2 separate regions of the Zea mays genome follow, and region 2 is linked to region 1. Evidence: chromatin contacts called from public Hi-C data. All regions are on one chromosome and are shown on one strand. The core of a region is the stretch at or near the end of the contact, and the rest is flanking DNA. Distances in the headings are between cores, read along the strand shown. Region 1 holds the start of LOC541665 (ubiquitin conjugating enzyme). Region 2 holds the start of LOC100277503.

Region 1 (3,343 bases), core at 838-3,337:
GACCATAGATAAAAGTACTAACAGAAAGGTGTAGCTATCACATAGCAGAATAGATAATGCTGAATGATATATCTCCCCCAGCATGATGGTACTAGCAAGAGAAGTTTGTTCATATAAATTTTTACCCAAAAGAAACATATACTTATCAAAGGTAGACACATTCGGGCTATGCAAGACTATAAAGCTTGGAATGGTGCATAATACACAATAACTGAAATGAATAATAAAAGATAGAATTTGTAAACAAAATAAACCCCTCTTAAGCTCTAACCTTTGGAGGTTTGAAGGGGTAATCTGGCGGGAAATGAATGTTCACTAAAAAAACACCACCAGCATAGGGACTGTCAGGTGGTCCCATAATTGTTGCTTGCCAATGAAACATGTCCTCACCAGCAGGACCTGAACATTGTACAGATGAAATTTGCAGTTCATGAGTGAAAGAAAGGCAATGGGAGGAGGACAAAAATATGAGCATGTGAAGACTATATATTACAGTCAAGATGACATGAACTACGACCAGTGGGGTATGCAAGTCTGGAGGCATTGGACATCCACAGTTCCAGTAATAACTCATCGTCGTACCTGCACTGCATGATGTGGGGGGGTCCTTCTGCAGGTCCTTCAGCTCCTTGAGGATGCGCTTAGACGCCATGACAAACTCCTGTATTTTCATATACATTCAAAGATGGGTTAGACAATGAAACACATAGTAAAAAAGACTGTAGTCAGCCATATCTATTTGTATATTTGGAAGAAAGGGTGTAAACGAGGAACAACAGATTTGAAAGTTTGTTGTGTGCAGAGAACTCAGCAAACTGGCCTCACAAGAAACAAGAAGCAAATGTCAAGCCCATTAATTAAATCAGATGAAACAAGGTGTTACATGACAGTCCTGGTATCATACATTTTAACATATATGGCTGATTCAAACTGCAGTTTTCAGTTTATGATGTCAATCAACTACTCTAGACAGACAACTTTTCAGTTTTCACATTAGTTCAATATACTTGGATGGTTGTGCAGCTAGTGCCTAAGCTTGAACAATGGGTTTCGTGCTCTCATGCTTGCTAAGATTTGCATGCTTGATCATTTTGGCATAATATCACTTGGCAGCCAAGTCCAACATGAAGGCCAATCAACATTAGGCACCATCCAATGATTAAGTCAGGTTCGGCTCAATTATCACTCTTAATGCACTTAGATCTCAACCAAATATCATATTCAATCACAAACTCGTGATGATTTAACATTACATTTGATACTTTAGCTAAGTGATATGATGATCTAGCATGCAAATCTAGCAACTTTAGGTAGCAGATAACCTAATTTTCTGTTAAAAAAAAGACATAATGCCTCACAGGTCACAGTTGGTTTTACGTAAATCTCCACCCCGTATGCAGACAGATGATGAAGTGCCCCAACACCCATGCAGATAGCCAAATACTCTTAACCGATCATGTTTCAGAAATATGCACGACCTAAGCACCAACAGCTAACAACAGAACAAGCTAAGCCTGCCCATGATGAGTCGCTTCACAACCGGTGCCGTTGTGAAATGGGTACGTCAGCTCGGGGTCATCTCAGAGATCAGCCCGAACCATCGAGCGAATTCGTCACAGTCTGCACGAGCGTGAACGATTCTTTACAGTCCCCTACACGGTAAGCAATGTTTACAGCAACTTCACCTATCTATTCAACGACAAATATCCCACGGAAACAGCACAAGGATCGCCTAGCGCCGAAGCAGCCACGCACCAAATCCGACCCCAACAGCCGACAAGCTCCACCGTGAAATCGCAAGCTACAAGCCGCGACACCGCCGCCGCGCGCCTTCAAGGCGAACTAAACCACCAGATCTACCCGAGACAGCCGCACGCACCAACCGAAGCGAAGAGGGGGGGACACACACGCTAAAATACTCGACGGAAAACACACGAGGCGATGGGGACGGATCCGGATCGGTAGGGGCTGGGGTTCACCCGCGCCGATCTGGCCGGAGCGGAGGCCGGGAAAAATTCACCCAGAAAATCACGCGGACACGGCTTCTTTCTTCTCACCTTTTTGCAGGCAGGCAGGCAGGCAGGCAGCAGACGAGAGGTTGGGGAACGGGGACGCCGAGAGGAGAGAGACGTCTTCTCTCTCTTCTTCCGCCCCGGGTCCCTCGCTCGCTTGTGGTGCGAGACGGGTTTCAACTTTCAAAGCGGGTCCGAGTCGGCTTTTATCCATTTTCTCTGCGGCAAGAGGAGTGGAACGTTCGTCCTACGTTGCCGGCCGGGTCCGAGTGTCTGGTTTGCATTGCTCGACTTCCCGCAGTTGACTTGGGCTTAGGGATGAAAACGGACGGAAAAAATCCCGTCCCGACCCGCCCCATTTTCCACATTTAACCCGCCCGTTTTCGGATTTCCGGAAAAGTACGGGTTCGGGACGGGTTACGGGTTGGCCGTCGACGGGAGCGGGACGGAAACGGGAAATGCTATTTTCCGTTCGGATTGTCGGGATCCCGTATTCGGTCGGGATATTTCCATATTTATTCCGGATTTAACCCGAAGCGGAGTCACAAGTAAAGGCCTAAATCTACCAAGCCCAACCCAACATCCCAACAGCCCAACAGGATACAGCCTACAGGCTTGGGCTCCACGCGACGCGACCACGCTACTCCTGCACGGCTGCACTCGGTCAGACGATGCAAATTGCTAAAGTCCATGCGACCATGCTAATTGCTAATTGCTAAAGTGAAACCCTAAGTATTTTTTTTCTTCCAGCCATCCGTCCGTCCGCCGACAACACGAGACGTCGCGACACTCACCCGTCCGGCCGTCCGCCGACCGCCGTCCAGGCCATCCTGCTGTTCGCCGACCGCCGTCCAGGTTGTCCTGCTGTTCGCCGACCGCCGTCGAGGCCGTCCTGCTATCGCCAACACTGCTGTCCAGGCGTCCAGGCGTCGTTCTCCAGCCGTCGAAGCCGTCCCGTCGGTCCAGCCGTCCAGGCGTCGAAGACACGGCCGTCGAAGTCGTCGGTCCAGCCGTCCAGGCGTCGTTCTCCAGCCTCCAGGCTCCATCTGCCGTCTGCCGAGCCGAGTGCCGAAGACACGGCCAGTACCGCAGCCGCAGTACGTACGTGTATGTCTCTCTCGCCAAGCTCCAAATCCAATTCAGGCATCCAGCGCATTTGGTTAACTGATTGTTTGGTTAATTGTTCAATTGTTCATAGAGTGGCGTATTGGCATTTGATTGTTTGCAGTAGTTGAGACTCGATATGTCTCACTCTGGAACAGGACCCGGAGGAGGAGGAGCACGCCATTCAGACTCAATGCCTGCGGAGTCAGAGACTGGGAACAACAACC
Region 2 (3,345 bases), core at 487-2,986, 190 kb after region 1:
AACGAAGCCAAGCTGTGAAGTGACGTCATCTCGACGATCGTGCATACGACATGTTCGTGGAACATCGACATTGTACTATACAACGTGTACTATAACTTTTTCCTTAGGCCATCTTCAGCGAATTTCAAACTTTAATTTGTAAACAATTTCATCTCTACAGTTATACCCCTTTATTTTATACTATACACCGAAAACACTCTTAGATCTTTTTTAGTTGCACATGGATCAAAGTGAATTCAGAGATTAAATCTCTTATTCGATTTTTAAAGGATTTTATCACTAGATTCCCTTCAATCCCTCCCAAACAGACCAAAGAATAATTGCTGGTCCCCTTCAATTCCTCCCAAACAGACCAAAAAATAATTGCTTTGGTGGATAGCAGTGTGTTCCCTATGGACAGGGGCGGACCCATGTTGGTCTCAGCGAGGGCACAGGCCCCGGCTCAAAATTTGTTAACTATAGTTAGTAGACAATTTTTCACCATTAGTGCCCCATCTCAAGAAAATTAGAGGCCCTCACTCATGTACATGTTCAGCTAAACTTCATATGTGGGTAGAAGTATGCCCCGACTTAGTTTTTTGGCTGGGTCCGCCCCTACCTATGGACCTCCGCATGTTCCACTCTACTATTTTTAATGTTTTTTCCCTTGCAAAAGTGCCTATGCAAATAGCACGGATAACTTGCATTTGCAGGATGACATTTTGATCTTTCTTATTGATAGATACTTTTACATTTAATATGGTGTTTTTGTTAGATTGCATATGTCTTCCCTCCATGCGCCCCATTGTATCTATAGCCAAACTTTTATATGGAGTCCAATTAGTTGCTCTTACATAAGACTCCTATGAAGTCTAATACAGTATATCTGTCGTTGCTAGTGTTTCAACTGTGGGATGTTAGATGTATTTGTGTTTGTGCAGGGACGGAGCTAGAGTTTATTACTGGAGTCTGCTGACAATATAAATTCTAGAAAGCCCAATGTAAAATATTGTTTAACCACTGTTTATAACATTGATGACATCAGTTAGAAACAATACTGGCGCTAGTGAACTTGGAGCCTTCGCCCTGGTTTGTGATATTATTATAATAGGTCTGGGCCCATCCAACTCTAAGCTTACCCATGGTTCTATCCCTATAACTATATTTAAACCATACTCTGTAAACAGTACAATTTACAATATAAAACAATGCAAAATAATTTACTGAAGTTGGACTAATATATTTTCCAACCCTATTTAGGGTTATAGTTTCCACTTCTATCAGGTTACATTTAGATAACGATCTACCTCTCTGATACGCTCGAAGATATCATATCCATGGTAGACAAATAGCCCATGTAGCAAAGTAAATTTCATAATCTTCAATTCAGAAACTAGATTATGTACCTCAACAAGAGATGGTCTTATTAGCAGAGAAAGTTTCTATGAATTTCTTTTTCTTGTGTTCTTACTGGATTCATACTTTCTAGACGAGATTATATTTTGTTTAGCCCTCCAATTCTCTGGCTTTTTGGAGCGACGAAACCATGCCCTCCATTCAAATTTCGAACCGAAACCAAAACCTTCCAAAAATGGACTGCTCCACAGTCTCCACGCCGAGCGCTCGGACAGGACCCCGAAAATTTCAAACCAGCGTAGCCAACGTTTTTCAAATCCCGCCCGCGCAGCCCGCCACTGACTGACGTTGTGTCCTCACATGTCAGAGGTTACCAGGGAGCGTCATCTTTTCCCCTGTCCATTTCCCTTCATCCATCTCCGTAATCCTGCCTTTCTCTCTCTTCTGTCTTCTCCCCTGATTCTCCAAGCCGAGCTCGAGCTTCCAAACCCTAGGCCTCACCGGGGAGCCATATCCGCCACGCCAGCGATGCCTCTCGCCGCAGCGGCTTGACGGGGCCTGCCCCCAAATCTACCTCTTCAGCGGAGAGGCGCTGCGTGGTTGCTGTGGGAGGCGCGGCGCGGGTCGGAAATGGAGCCGAGGAGGATCTCGGCGAGCCCGCGCCCGTGCAGCGTGCGGCGGGTGGTGGCCAGGAAGAGGCCGAGGCAGGAGGCGGTGGTGAGCAGCGTGCGGAAGCTGCAGCGCCGGGAGATCAGCTCACGCCGCGACCGCGCCTTCGCCATGAGCGCCGCACAGGAGCGCTTTCGCAACATACATCTGCAGGTTTGCCCCTAGTCCAGTTACCACTATGTCAGCATCACTTAGATCCTTTTCGTATGCCTTCGTGTCGTGGTCAGCCGCCATTCTTGGTATGAGGAATTACGGGTCGGGGGGTGCTCATTGGCCTAGTTTAGAGAGAGCTGGCCGATTTACTTGAGATCTGTGTAGCATGCTTTTGAATTCTTGTTGGTTATGTACTGTGAGTGTAGCTCAGTGCTGAACGGCGTGCCCGATGAGTGGTAAAGATTGTCTGATACGTGTCGTGTGGCTTATAAAGCAATGCCTGTTTGAGGACTGGCCAAATTTAATCTTCGGCTGTGCAATCCGTCAAGCCTCCTTTTGCCTTACCTGCTTAGTTATTTGCACAGTTCTGGTGTGTTCGGTCTGGTGCACTTTTTTATTTGCGGGATATTTACTTGTTCAAGGAAGAAGAGGGCATTGCGTGCTTAAATGCTGATGTTTGGGATTTGTCGAAACCTGATAATCTAGGATTGTTTGAATCTGCCTATTCCCTATAGGCTATAGCAAATGCCAGTTACAATTTTCTGCTGTTGTCTCTATGCTGCCAAGTTGGGTCTGTGCTACACATGCTGGAATCAGCTGCTAACCAAATAACTGATTGCCATCTCTGTGATACTTGATGTCTTTGTTCTGTAGTAAGAATTTCACCAATTAACTGATTGTCACCTCTGTGACACTTGATGTCTTTATTCTGTAGTATGAATTTGCCAATCTTGTCTTGTATCTCTGAGTATGGATTTAGTACTTCTTATTCTGCATTCAAAGAAGAGAAACGACACCTTCCTAGTTTGGATAACTAGGCTTGTGTTATCGTTCACACTCCAATGTTCAAACACAAGCACTCTGCCAGGAAATCACTGTATTAGAGCTACAATCTTCGTAATATCTGTATTTTTGTCACTGTTTGCGCAGCAATGAATTTACCTCAAGTTCTGTTTTTCTTTTGTAATATCAGTTGACTGCACTCTAACTTTCTGATAAAGCATCTTTTTCTGTCAATTGTAGGAAGAGTTTGACACTCATGATCCAAAGGAGAACACTTTGCTACTCCCTTACTTGAGGAAAAGGTCAAAAATTATTGAGATAGTCGCAGCGCGTGATATAGTCTTTGCTTTATCACAGTCAGGAGTATGTGCTGCTTTTAGTAGAGGTATGTTATTCTTGCCTTCT

What was found. Hi-C and Micro-C count contacts between places; a contact is called where the count stands out from the background.
Region 2: a Hi-C map of ear shows a contact between it and region 1, with 1.7 times the contacts expected there. The contact joins the promoter of LOC100277503 here to the promoter of LOC541665 in region 1. A contact is called at or near these places in 2 of 25 Hi-C or Micro-C datasets (ear and endosperm).

What each region holds. Positions count from the first base shown.
Region 1 is chr8:121,782,517-121,785,859 of Zm-B73-REFERENCE-NAM-5.0, forward strand. LOC541665 (ubiquitin conjugating enzyme) reads right to left here and starts at 2,088. Exons shown (of 5, transcript NM_001111418.1): 1 at 2,058-2,088; 2 at 583-661; 3 at 272-399. The coding sequence starts at 652.
Region 2 is chr8:121,975,091-121,978,435 of Zm-B73-REFERENCE-NAM-5.0, forward strand. It overlaps LOC100277503, which reads left to right and starts at 1,737. Exons shown (of 8, transcript NM_001151039.2): 1 at 1,737-2,157; 2 at 3,181-3,325. The coding sequence starts at 1,966.